Linked DNA regions of Mus musculus: region 1 is linked to region 2. The links are chromatin contacts, called in public promoter capture Hi-C maps. All regions are on one chromosome and are shown on one strand. The core of a region is the stretch at or near the end of the contact, and the rest is flanking DNA. Distances in the headings are between cores, read along the strand shown. Region 1 holds the start of Txnl4b (thioredoxin-like 4B). Region 2 holds the start of Zfp868 (zinc finger protein 868).

Region 1 (6,836 bases), core at 1,238-3,737, about 40 Mb before region 2:
CAGCTGAAGGATGCGGCTGTGCCTCAGAGCACTGCCAGACTGCAGAAAGAACCACAGCTTATGGCAAGTGCTGAAGCAGACAAACTTGACCTCAGCAGTCTGGAGTAGGAGGGAGAGTGGCTGGAAGGTGGGGTGGCAGAGGTGGGGACATGATTCACCCTTTCTGCGCTTTGCATTGTTTTAATATAACGTTTACTGAACTTCCCATATCCCTACACAAAAGACTTTGAGATTCCATACTACTTCATTTGTGGACCATACTTCATGGGTCCTTCATTGACGAATGTTTGTATATTCTCGAGTCCTGACTTAAGGGGACTTCCTAGATACACTTAATCACATGGCAAACAGACCAACTAAGAGTGTGTGAAAGTCATAATTAAATAAATGACTCAGAGGAGACTGAGGTAGAGGGGCCTCATCTGACCTTCTCTCTGTCTTCCTTTGGTGCTGGGCTTCTCACTCTATAGACTAGTTCATTCTGTTACTCTTCTAGCTGTGAGACAAAGGCTAGAACTCATGCTACAAAATTGCTAGTCTAGCTCCTAATTTTTGGCAAGTCATTTCCTAATTGAAAAATCCCATGACTGACAAGTCACTATTGACAGTACCCACAGAAGATGCAACTGGGATATTAGTTACTCTGCATTTAATTTCAAGGCTTGTTAATGCTATGAAATGTGATTTGCCTTTCTCCCCTTCATCAAAAATTATATTTCGTGGTCTGGATTAGGGCTGGGAGGATAGCTCAGTTAGTAAAGTGCTTGCCTGGGAAGGGTGAGGACCCAGTTCGATCCCCGGAAGCCATCTAAAAAGAAGCCTGGCCTGCGAGAGTAGCTCACGAACTCAGTGCACTCAGCCAGATCCTTGGGATTTGGTGGCCAGTCAGCCTAGCCAGTTCACCAAGTTGCAGGGCAGCCTGAGACCTTGTTGTCAACAATACAAAACAAAACAAACCCAAACCCAAACACCTAAGGTTGCCTTTGGTGTACAAACATGCACTGACAGGTGTATATACATGAGTATATACTCATGCACATACACAACAATGCACACATAAGATATGAATAAAATTTACACAAGAAATGAAATTGTTCCACCTATAAGCCACAGTTTATTTTAATAGTTTTATGTGCATGTCTTCCTGCCTATATGTCAAATTCCCTGGGACTGGAGTTAAAGATAGATGTGAGGTGCCACGTGGGTGCTGGGAGCTGAATCCCTGGTCATGTGGAAGAGCAGTCAGTGGTCTCAACCTCTGAGCCATCTCTCCAGCCTGTAGGTCACCCTTTAAATAGGGAAGCTGACTTCCAGGAGGGGTTTCATCAACTGTGAGTGTAGAACAAATTACTGATGAAAGAGAAACACAAAGAGAATTTGGACCCGTCTCGCCGTTAGAATTCACGTAAGCAAATCCCGTACTAGTAATAAAAAGAGGAAGGGGGAGTGTGGCGTGTCACCAGAGAGGGTCGGTGTGCTACAGGCCAGATGTTGGAAGGAGGGGGAAAGCGACACCACATCCAAGACAGTGTTCGCATGAGGGATGCAAATGGAGAATCATAAAAATTATGAACACTAAACACATTTGGAAAGCCAAGTTTTGCACGTAGACAAAGGATAGCAAGTTAAAAGGCAGATTTAAGAAATGCATTGAGTCTACAAACACCAAGTGAGACGGTAACACTCAGAATGGAGAGAGAGCGGAGGCATGCCTACTTCGTTGGAATTTGGATGCAAAAGCTCTTTGGAAAGAAAACTGGCCTCCTCTTTACACAACAGCTCTACTTTTGAGAATATGAACATAGACACAAAGACCTATGTTCATGTCTGTCAACAGGGCACTGATAGTAGTAGTCTTGCGAACTATCTTATACAGCTACTAAGAAAAGATTCGGAAGCAGTATGTAAAGTCTGATTCTTCTTTTTTGTAGAAACTTAACGTGTAATGCTTTCATAGGATAATGGAAATAAGCATCCTAAGATATAACCAAAGGACATATCTGAACATGAACTTATTTTCCAAGGATCTCGCTTAGTACCCCAGAGTGGCCTCAAACTTGTGGCAATCTTTATGCCTAAACCTCACAACTGCTGGGATTACAGCGGTATGTCACTTTAATCTACGTCAGGGCTGACGTCTACAAAACACCCAACGCATGTTTTTGATAAGAACCTGGTGGTTGGGTTCCCCCTGGTTCACAGGTGCCATGGAGGACACTTCGGTCTACATGTCAGCAACCCGGGCTCCTCCACCGGTTAGCTAGGGCACAACTGCCTCTTTCCTCACTGCCATCCTGGGAAAGACCCCAACTAACCTGGGCTGTATCCTTAGAAACGCTTCCTCCGACAGGAAAAAAAAAAAAAAAAAAAAAAAAAAATCCTCCCAAACGGAAGTGAGAAACACGGACGCAGAAAACGAACGTGCCACCGCGCGCCCCAGTCAATAGTCCGGTAATCCGACAAGATTATTTTAGTTCCTTTCCACTTTGCACTGGCCGCCAGCGACAGGAAGTGACGTCATTTCCGCCCTTAGTAAACATGGCCGGTCTCGTGTTGTCCTCCCTTGCACACCCCCGAGCCAGAGGCGGGGTGTTGACTCTTACGCCAAGCGCGATTGGTCGCAAGGAGACTCTGAACCCAGAGGAAGAGACTGAGGCTCGGAAGGCCTGTTCGCGGGGTTGCACTCTGGCGTCCCGGAACCCTGGATTTGTGGGCTGCTCTCGATGGTCTTTTTGGACGGATAGAAGGCTCCGCGCAGGGCATTATGGGACGATGATGGCCGCTTTCAAACAGCGGAATTTGCCTCTTTGAGACCCTCGGATCGAGCGGTGGCCGCGCTGGCGTCTCCAGATCAGGAACCGAAGGCCTCGAGAGTCGTGCTTGGTGAGGTGAGCGTCTCTTTCTCTTTCCAGATCTGTCCTTCGGCAGCCATGGCGGCTCCAGGCGGCCGGTGTCGGCTCGCGGCTTCTGTTTGGGCCCTGATTTCAGAGTTCCTCTAGTCCTTGTTACCCAAGTTTCTCTATTTGCTTGAGCGGAGAAGTTCATTCAGCCTTCTCCGGACTTTGTCCATGTTCTGGTCTCATCCCGGTGTTTGGGAACGGCCCCACGGAGATTCAGGGGTCCTCCCTGTGCCCTCGTTTAGGGCAGTACGCGAACCTGGTACCCGATAGTTGGAGAGCCTGGGTAGGGCTTCTGGTGCCTTCCTCCTGTCTCACTGAAGAGTCTCCACTAGATCTGGCGGATAATCTATAAGTAGAGTATTAACCCTAAGAGGAAAGGGCTCTTGTTTTTCCTTTATCGGTATTGTTGAGAATAGCAAGTGGATTAACGACGCATGCAGTAAGCAGTTGCTAACCTGAGAAGTCCATTGTGGCTTCTTTGTCACCGATGTTTCTCCATAGTCTGGCCGTGGACCGCTTTATTTGCTATTTTGAGCCGCTAATTAAGTCCTTCCTTGTCCTGTGTTGTGAATAATTTCCTGTCCAGAGAAATGTCTGACTTCCTGTTCGCTTTCAATAAATGATATCTAATCAGGTTTTTACTTTGCCATTTGTTAACAAGACAGACAGTAGTCTCTGCTTGCATGCAAATGACACTTTAGGATGTAAGTCGTTGTATCTCAGCCTTCCTGTCAAGATTTCTTAATATGCATATAAGATGCGACTTTGTTTCTCTCTTCTACCTCGGGAAACTTTTGCTTCTTCATCCACATTGTGTTGCAGCGCCCCTTGGGAGAGCTGTGCATGTTAATTAGAACACAGCAAAAGAAGTCTAGATTCAAAAGTCACAGTTCTCATGCTTTATAAACTTAATCGGAATGAGAATAATTAACTACATGTCCAACATAGGTCCAAGCTTATAATCGGGTGGTGTTAGATAAAGATGAATTTGACATCAGCCAAACACCTGGGAGGTCTTACAGTCTCTGAAACACGTTCCAGACATGCTCTTTCCTAACATTTCTTGGAAGTAATTTTGGCGAACACAGTTTGTTATTCAAGAGATTTTTTTTTTTTTTTTTTTTGCCTGCTATGGGATGCTTTTTTTCTCTTTTCCCACAAACCACTACTGATCCACAACAAAAGTCAGCAAGTGTGTAGAATATGGATGGTGAAATCGTGTGCTAGCTAACTTCTCTGCTCTGTGGAACTTGTGACTTAAAGGGAATGGGATGGGTGGGTGGGAGAATGCATATCAAAAACCAGGAAGGGAAGTCAGGGTACAGGAGCATAATACCAAGTATGCAACCGTCACATCAGTGTACCAACAATTGATTCTCACAGTGGTTCTGTGGATTGTGGAAAGCAGAAGTGATTGTGGTTTCACACATAGAGAACTAATGACTAACCAAGACAACTGCTTACTGTCCCAAAAAAACCAGAAAATGCCAAGAGCCTGGAGTGAGTTAGTTACTTAGTTTATTTCTTCCTTCCTTTCTTCCTTTCTTCCTTCCTTCCTTCCTTCCTTCCTTCCTTTCTCTCTCTCTCTCTCTCTCTCTCTCTCTCTCTCTCTCTCTTTCTTTCTTTCTTTCTTTCTTTCTTTCTTTCTTTCTTTCTTGTCTCACTAGAGAAGTGGGATGTGCTGCTACAGTTCATATGAAAAAGGCAAGCATGCCTGGCTTGTGTTCAGAGGCAGGGAGCTAATGGGGACTCCTAGAGGTGATTATTTTGGCCCATAAGTGGGAGGAAGTGTGTTCTGTAGAAGAGTGAGATAATGGGCAGAGGGACAAACTGGGAGGGAGAGAGCAAGAGAAGGAGAGAGAAAGAATATAAATGAGTGAATCCTTCACTAAATATCCTAGCTAGTGTGAAACTATGTAGCCCAGACTAGCTTCCCACTTGCCCCCCTCTGGAGCCTCTACCTCCCGTGCTGAGATTACAGGTGCATATCATGCCCAGCTCAATCGCCTGGGTTTTAATCAGGGTTTCTGACTTAAGTCCAGTTCCCCTATACTTCTCTTTATAAAAATCATTCTAGTCTGGTAAGAAGCCCTTAGTGAGGTTGATTCTTGTCTAGATGACACCTTCTCGATCCTAGTGTGTGGTCCATGTCCATGTGTCTCTGTGCCTTTTGGATGTGTTGGGGTGTGGTCCGTGTCCATGTGTCTCTGTGCCTTTTGGATGTGTTGGAGTGGGAACTGGTCAGCTTTTAGAGACTGATAGTGATTTGGTGAGGAAGTCCTCACAAGTAGCAGGAGGGGCTGGAGAGGTGGCTCCGGTGGTGGGTGCTTTCTTACAAGTGTAAGGTCCTGATTTTAGATCCCCAGAACCCATGGAGAGTCATGAGTAGAGGCACATCTGTGCTAAGAGTCAGAGGCAGATCCCAAGGAGCTTCTTGGCCAAATTAGTTCCCAGTTCAGTGAAGACCCTATCTTCAAAAGTAAATAAGGGAGCAACTGAGAAAAGTACCTGATGTTGGCCTCTGGCTTTATGTGCACCTGCATGACAACACACATATATACACACTAGCTAGCAGAAGATGTTCTGGGCTCAGTGTAGGGAGGTAGGGATAGCCACTTAAATGCACTCGTTATTCTGGGATACAGTAGACCGGAGTTTTCTTATGTCCAGTTCTAACGGTCTGCCTTCCTTTCAGAGAAATAAGAGCCTGTGATGGAGGACCCTGGTGAGGATACCTCCATCCATCGCTTGGAAGGCACCAGTTTGGACTCTCAGGTTGGTGGTCTTATTTGCAAGACCAAAAGTGCAGCCAATGAGCAGCATGTCTTCAAAGCCCCTGCTCCCCGCCCTTCACTGCTGGGGCTGGACTTACTGGCGTCCCTGAAACGGAGGGAGCGAGAGGAGAAGGATGATGGGGAGGACAAGAAAAAGTCCAGAGTCTCTTCTTACAAAGACTGGGAGGAGAGTAAGGATGACCAGAAGGATGCCGAGGAGGAGAGCGAGGACCAGGCTGGCCGAAGTAGCCGGAGAGACAGGTAAGGAGAGAGGGTAAAAAGTGGTGGTCAGAAAATATTCGCCCAGGTTCACCTCAGCTCCTGTCGGACACCTAAGAGCTTTACGGTTTTATTGTGATTCCATGATACTGGTGGCAGGTAGGAGCTGGTAAGGATTTGCGGGGAAGGCTGCTAAGAAGTGGACGTAAGTGCTTGGGTTCTAGCCCTGTCCAGGCCTTCAGCACCAGGGAGATGCAGTGGAGAGGACATACTGCTTGTTGGCATGGTCGGAGGTAGAGGGAAATGTTTTCTGCCATGGAGACCCCTTTCTTCACTCTCCCTGTTTCAGGCATTACCGATCTGCTCGGGTAGAGACTCCGTCCCACCCCGGGGGTGTGAGTGAAGAGTTTTGGGAACGCAGTAGGCAGAGAGAGCGGGATCGGAGGGAGCACGGGGTCTATGCCTCATCTAAAGAAGAAAAGGATCGGAAGAAGGAGAGATCCCGGGATCGAGACTATGACCGCAAGAGAGACAGAGGTAACGTGCCTGGCACCCCTCCTGGGGTCCGTTAGCATCGAACCAGCAAGCCTTTCTCTTCCTGTCACAAGGACTTTTACAGTAATAGTCATTAATTGGACAACTTGGTTTGTATAGTGTGTGCCCCGGTGGTTTTGACCCTTTGAGACTAGGATTAGGAAGAAGTTTAAGGAACGATACCTCTCTTGTAGGACAGCAACTTTGCTTGAGTGTGTGGATCTTGTTTTATTGTGAAAATTGGTGATAAAGGAAATGATGGGTGATCCATTGAAGAAGCCAGTATTTACACTAGCTCTGATGAGGGTAGAGGACAGTGTTATGGGACAAGTGAGGCGGGGTCCAGCACTGGCCTCGCTTAGAATCAGATCTGCTATACACAGAACTCTCCATGCTGGGCATCTAACTG
Region 2 (6,971 bases), core at 2,724-5,223:
ACTGGAGAGAACTTACACTACCAGCTTGATAGTACAACTGAAAGATCTAGAACAAAAAGAAGCAAATACACCCAAGAGAAGTAGAAGGCTGGAAATAATCAAACTCAGGGCTGAAGTCAACCAAGTACAAACAAAAAGAACTATACAAAGAATCAACAAAACCAGGAGCTGGTTCCTTGAGAAAATCAACAAGATAGATAGACCCTTAACCAGATTAACCAGAGGACACAGAGACAGTATCCAAATTAATAAAATCAGAAATGAAAAGGGAGATATAACAACGGAAAGCATGGAAATTAAAAAATCATCATATCCTATTACAAAAGTTTATACTCAACTAAATTGGAAAATCTTTATGAAATGGACAATTTTCTAGATACATACAGGATGTCAAAGTTAAACAGGATCAAATAAGCCATCTAAATAATCCCATAACCTCTAAAGAAATAGAAGCAGTCATTAAGTCTCCCAACCAAAACCAGCCCAGGACCAGATAGGTTTAGTGGAGAATTCTAACAGACCTTTCAAGAAGACCTAATTACCAATACTCTTTAAACTATTCCACAAAATAGAAACAGAAGGTACACTATCTAACTCATTCTATGAAGCCACAATTACACTTATACCTAAACCACACAAGGGCCAAATGAAGAAAGAAAACTTCAGACCAATTTCCCTTATGAACATTTATGCAAAAATACTCAATAAAATTCTTGCCAACTGAATCTAAGAATACATCAAAATGATCATTCACCACGATCAAGTAGGCTTCACCCCAGGGATGCAGGGATGGTTCAATGTATGGAAATCCATCAATGTAATCTACTACATAAACAAACTCAAAGAAAAAACCCCCACATGATCACTTCATTAGATGCTGAAAAAGCATTTAACAAAATTCAGCATCCCTTCATGTTAAAAGTCTTGGAAAGATCAGGTATTCAAGGCCCATACCTAAACATAATAAAAGCAATATACAGAAAATCACTAGCCAACATCAAACTGAATGGAGAGAAACTTGAAGCAATTTCATTAAGATCAGGGACTAGACAAGGCTGCCCACTCTCTCCCTATCTATTCAACATAGTACTTGAAGTTCTAGCTAGGGCAATTAGACAACAAAAGGAGGTCAAGGGGTACAAATTGGAAACAAAGAAGTCAAAATATCACTGTTTGCAGAAGACATGATCATATACTTAAGTGACCCAAAAAATTCCACCAGAGAACTCCTACAGCTAATAAAGAACTTCAGCAAAGTGACTGGATATAAAATTAACTCAAACAAATCCATGACCTTCTTCTACTCAAAGGATAAACAGGCTGAGGCAGAAATTAGGGAAACAACACCCTTCACTATAAAATATATTGGTGTGACTCTAACTAAGCAAGTGAATGATCTATATGACAAGAACTTCAAGTTTCTGAAGAAAGAAATCGAAGTAGATCTCAGAAGATGGAAAGATCTCCCATGCTCATGGACTGGCAGAATTAATATAGTAAAAATGGCCATCTTGCCGAAAGCAATTTACAGATTCAATGCAATCCCCATCAAAATTCCAACTCAACTCTACCTAGAGTTAGAAAGAACAATTTGCAAATTCATTTGGAATAACAAAAACCCAGAATAGCGAAAATGATTCTCAACAATAAAAAAACTTCTAGGGGAATTACCATCCCCAACCTCAAGCTGTATTACAGAGAAATAGTAGTAAAAACTGCATGGTATTGATACAGAGACAGGCTGGAAGATCAGTGGAATGGAATTGAAGACCCAGAAATGAACCCATACACATATGGTCACTTGATCTTTGACAAAGAAGCTAAAGCCATCCAGTATAAAAAACGAGCATTTTTAACAAATAGTGCTGGCTCAACTGGTGGTTAGCATGTAGAAGAATGCAAATTGACCCATTCTTATCTCCTTATACAAAGCTCAAATCTAGGTGGATCAAGGACCTCCACATAAAACCAGAAACACTGAAACTTATAGAGGAGGAAGTGGGGAAGAGCCTCTAAGATATGGGCACAGGGGGAAAATTCCTGAACAGAACACCAATGGCTTGTGCTGTAAGATCAAGAATTGACAAATGGGACCTCATAAAATTGCAAAGCTTCTGTAAGCAAATGACACTGTCAATAAGGCAAAAAGGCAACCAACAGATTGGGAAAGGATCTTTACCAACCCTACATCTGATAGAGGGCTAATATCCAATATATACAAAGAACTCAAGAAGTTAGACTCCAGAGAACCAAATAACCCTATTAAAAATGGGGTACAGAGCTAAACAAAGAATTCTTAACTGAGAAATACTAAATGGCTGAGAAGCACCTAAAGAAATGTTCAGCATCCTTAGTCATCAGGGAAATGTAAATCGAAAGAACCCTGAGATTCCACCTCATACCAGTCAGAATGGCTAAGATCAAAAACTCAGGTGACAGCAGATGCTGGAGAGGATGTGGAGAAAGAGGAACACTCCTCCATTGTTGGTGGTATTGCAAGCTGGTACAACCACTCTGTAAATCAGTTTGGCAGTTCCTCGAAAATTGGACATAGTATTACCTGAGGACCCAGCTCTACCACTCCTGGGCATATAACTAGAAGATACTCCAACATGTAAGAAGGACACATGCTCCACTATGTTCATAGCAGTCTTTTTTATAAGAGGTAGGAGTTGGAAACAACCCTGATCCCTGATTTGAAGATTTGATCCTTCAAATCTGGAATGGATTCAGGAAATGTGGTACATTTACACAATGGAGTAGTACTCAGCTATTAAAAACGAATTCATGAAATTCTTAGGCAAATGGATAGAACTAGAAAATATCATCCTTAGTGAGGTAACCCAGGTGCAAAAGAAAACACATTTTATACACTCACTGATAAGTGAATACTAGCTCCAAAGCTCCAAATAACCAGGATACAAGTCACAGACTGCATGAAGCTCAGTAAGAAGGAAGAACAAAGTATGGTTGCTTCGGTCCTTCTTAGAAGGAGAACAAAATATTCACAGGAGCAAATATGGAGATAAAGTGTAGAGCAGAGACTACAGGAAAGGGCACTCAGAGTCTGTCCCACCTGGGGATTCATCCCAAATACAGTTACCAAACCCAGACACTACTGTGGATGCCAAGAAGTGCATGCTGAAAGGAGCCTGATATGGCTATCTCCTGAGAGGCCCTGCCAGATTCTTACAAATACAGAGATGGATGTTGGCAGCCAATCATTGGACTGAGCATGGGATTCCCCAATAGAGGAGTTAGAGAAAGGACTGAAGTAGAGGATGGCCTTGTCATGCATCAATGGAAGGAGAGGTCCTTGGTCCTATGAAGGCTCGATAGATGCCCCAGTATAGGGGAATTGATGGCTGGGAGGTGGGAGTGGGTGTGTGGTTGGGTGGAGTAACACCCTCATAGAAACAGGGTGAGGAAGAATGTAATAAGGTGTTTCTTGGAGGGAGGGAAACCGGGAAAGGGGATAACATATGAAATGTAAATAAATATCCAATAAAAAAGAAAAGAAAAAAAATGGCTTTAGGCACATTGACTGAGGCGGACTACGAGTTTGAGGCTCTTGTACACAATAAAGGAAGAGTCTCAACAAAAATATTCTGAAGAAGCTATGGTACAGTGCCCCCTGAACTGTCATCACCAAACACTAGTTTGGTTCTTTCAGCGGACTTGTCCCTAGGTAAGTCAGAGTCACAAAACTGGCCTGACATCGTTAACTATTTTCACTGGTCAGGGTCCTGGAATCATTCAGTAGGGCACACCTAGAGGTACACAAGAGCCATGAACCTATGTTGACACCTGCTGGCCACCGCAACACTAAACAATGGGCTCTAGACTCACAGCCTAAGGAACTGCAAGAGGAGCTACTCCTGTCACTCAGATCACCTAGAGCAGTTCTAACCAATCAGGAGCTACAGACAGGTTGTCCAATCAGAAGCTTCTAGGAGGCGGGGGGGCGGGTTCTTTTCGGCCGCCATGTTAGCTAAAGGTTCTTCACCGAAACTGAGGAAAGCCGTTGTGGGAGCCAGTGCTTGGAGCTGTGTGGGGGAGCGCGGGTGAGCTCGGAGCCTGGCAATGGTGAGCGAGGGCCGCTGTCCCCTGATGGGAGGAGCGGCCGGCTGGGCTGCGGGAGCCGGGGTGGTGGGTCCTCCCTGGGGTTGGGGCAGTGAACGCGGGGACGTCGGGGCTGCGACCTGGGCCTCCGCCTGCGGTCCGTAGGTACTTCCGCCCTGATCCTCTTGGCGTCAGCGCTGAGCGGGAGGTCCCGCCCTGCGGGGGGCGGGGGATGGGCGGAAGCCAGTACGCGGATGACGTCACGATCCGGGCTGGCGGGGACGTCCTGCTTTTGGTGGTGCGCTGAAGGCTGCTTGCTAGACTAAGGCTGTCTAGGTTCTTTGTGCTGTCTTCGAGAAGTTCTGAACTTTGCTTTCCACATGTAAGTGTGGCAACCTCTTTAGGTTAATTTTACGACATTTGTAAAGTCCAGTGAGTTTCTTTGCAAAGATGTTTAAAACCAGCTCTGGGAAAGATGACTTGTCTCCTTGAATTTATTTTGTTCTTCGGTCAGACATCCTTTGATTATATTTTTGTTTTTATTTCTGCTTATGCATTTGTGGGCTTGTTAATTTTTCTTCCCTCAAATAGTGCATTGTTTTGCGTACCGAGGTTCGCCGAGAACTGTTAGTCAGGAAGCATTGTAGTCGATTCTTCTGTATTGTGTTCACCATTCTGGTCCTTTTCTTCATTTCCACACAACCTTTATTTCTTGTTTATTTTAGCATTTTTATTGGAAGTATGTTGAACTACTAGTTTAAACTGAGAACATGAGCATACTATGCTAGAAATAAGATAGACACATTTGTATCTCCCCAAAGTATCAAATATTTTTGAATAACAATAAACTTAAAAGGTTTTGATGGCAGCAATTTGCCAAGTGATTTCACTTACATTTGTAATTAGGACAAGGTTAATGTGGGTTTTATTCTAGTCTTTTTTTTTTAAGATTTATTTATTTTATGTATGTGAGTACACTTTCGCTCTCTTCAGACGCAATGGAAGAGAGCATCTGATCCCATTACAGATGGTTGTGAGCCACCATGTGGTTGCTGGGAATTGAACATAGGACCTCTGGAGGAGCAGTCAATGCTCTTAACCACTGAGCCATCTCTCCAGCCCTTCTTTTAGTTTTAATTGTTAATATTAATTCTCATGTCAAAGCACACAGTATATCTCTGCATATATTTAGTTTATAAAATGAATACTTAGAAGTAGGCTGAGAGAAATGTAGGTAGAGTTTGTCCTGATATGAAAAGGAACTCAAAACAATTGTGCCACAGGGAGCGAGCCTTTGATGAAGTCACAGAGAGGACTCAGGCTTGTCAGCCATGCTGCTTAGTTCTAGATAGAAGGCCCTGAGAGCAGGCAACTGTGGGCTCAGGTCCAGGTCTGGATAGGGACTAGGTGGAAGGCCAGGCAGGTGAGTAGGTGAGTCATGGGGCCTATTGAAACCTCAGGGACAAAAGTCTCTACTTGTCCTTTCTTCATCTATATACTAGTTATCAGACGATAGGATGGTTTGGGGTCAGACATCCTAGTGCTAGTAGGTGTCTATCAATTTAAGAGGCCAGGAGAGGGATTTATGCCCTTCCCTGGTTTCCCTGATAGCATTGTAATACATGCCCATCTAGTCTCAACTCACCCTGATAAACTTACAGAGTAGCCCTCTTTCTGTTCTCAGGAACAAGCCTGTGATATCTGGCTGAACAGATAGTATTGTTTGTGCATGTACCAAGGGGCTGGAGTCATTCTCTTTCCTCAAAATGGAGTCAAATGGAGTCACTCAGGGCAAGGCATTGTCTGGAAAACCACTGTTTTCTCACAGTATGGAGTAACTTGGGACAGGACACAGCCGACTGTGCCCTTCAACACTTCACGTCCAGGATCCTGCAGTAGCACTTGCTTTATTAGGTTCATTGCTTTCATTGGTGATTTGAAGTGTGAGGCTGGAGAGCTGGCTTAGTGGTTAAGAGCACTGCTGCTCTTGTAGATTGATTTCCAGTGACCACATGGTGGCTTAAACCGTTCTGTAATTTCATTCCAAGGAGATATGAAGCCCTCTTCTGGCCTTCGTGGGTACCAGGCATGCATGTGGTGGAAGCAAAACACCCATACATGTAAAATACATAATTTAAAAAAAAAAAGAAAGTTATAGTTAATGTCTGCGGACTTCCCCTCCCAACCCCTTATTTTGTCTTTTTTAGACAAAATCTCACTTGTGACCTGTCTGACCTGGAACTCTGGAACTTTGTAGACCAGTGTGGTCTGGAAATCACAGCAGTCTGCCTGTCTCTGCCTTTTGAGTCTGTGCAACACCACACCCAGTATGTCTGTAGTTCTTTGTTTTATTTGTGTATTTTCTTTGTGTCATTTATCTCTACTGGTGTACAAGCAGCGTAGTGTTTTTCCTTTTATATCCTATTGCTTATTGCCAATGTACAGGAGTAGGATAGAATTATGTATCCTATATGTTTGCTATGGTATCACATTAATTCCTTGAATTTTTTGAGTTTTGAGATTTTCTTTGGGCAAAACCAGTTTTTTATTTCTTCCGAAGAAGCTTACTTCCCCTTTTGTTGACATACAGTTTTATTCTCCCTTAAATATAGCATGATAATGATTTAAAATTAATTTTATATTTTATTTCTGTGGGTGTATTGCCCACAGAAGTAAGTCTGTGTGCTGGTGCCTGGGGAGGACAGAGGAGGGTGTTAGATCCCCTGGAACTGGTGTTGCAGATGGCTGTGAGCCACCGGGGTGCTGGGAATTGAACCTGGGTCCTCTGGAAGAGCAGGCAGGCAGTGCTTTAACATTGGCGCCCTCTCTCCAGCCCACTCATGTGACTGTTGTTATTTACTGTTGATGGTGGATTCCATCGTTTCTAACTTTTCTTGGGGAGGTGCATG

The links. Promoter capture Hi-C pulls out the DNA fragments that hold promoters and counts their contacts.
Region 1: a contact with region 2 is called in a promoter capture Hi-C map of pre-B cells. The contact joins the promoter of Txnl4b here to the promoter of Zfp868 in region 2.

Annotation. Positions count from the first base shown.
Region 1 is chr8:109,561,543-109,568,378 of GRCm38.p6, reverse strand. Txnl4b (thioredoxin-like 4B) reads right to left here and starts at 2,487. Exons shown (of 4, transcript NM_175646.4): 1 at 2,316-2,487. Dhx38 (DEAH (Asp-Glu-Ala-His) box polypeptide 38) reads left to right here and starts at 2,518. Exons shown (of 27, transcript NM_178380.2): 1 at 2,518-2,888; 2 at 5,596-5,935; 3 at 6,243-6,430. The coding sequence starts at 5,613.
Region 2 is chr8:69,622,550-69,629,520 of GRCm38.p6, reverse strand. Zfp868 (zinc finger protein 868) reads left to right here and starts at 3,973. Exons shown (of 5, transcript NM_172754.2): 1 at 3,973-4,086.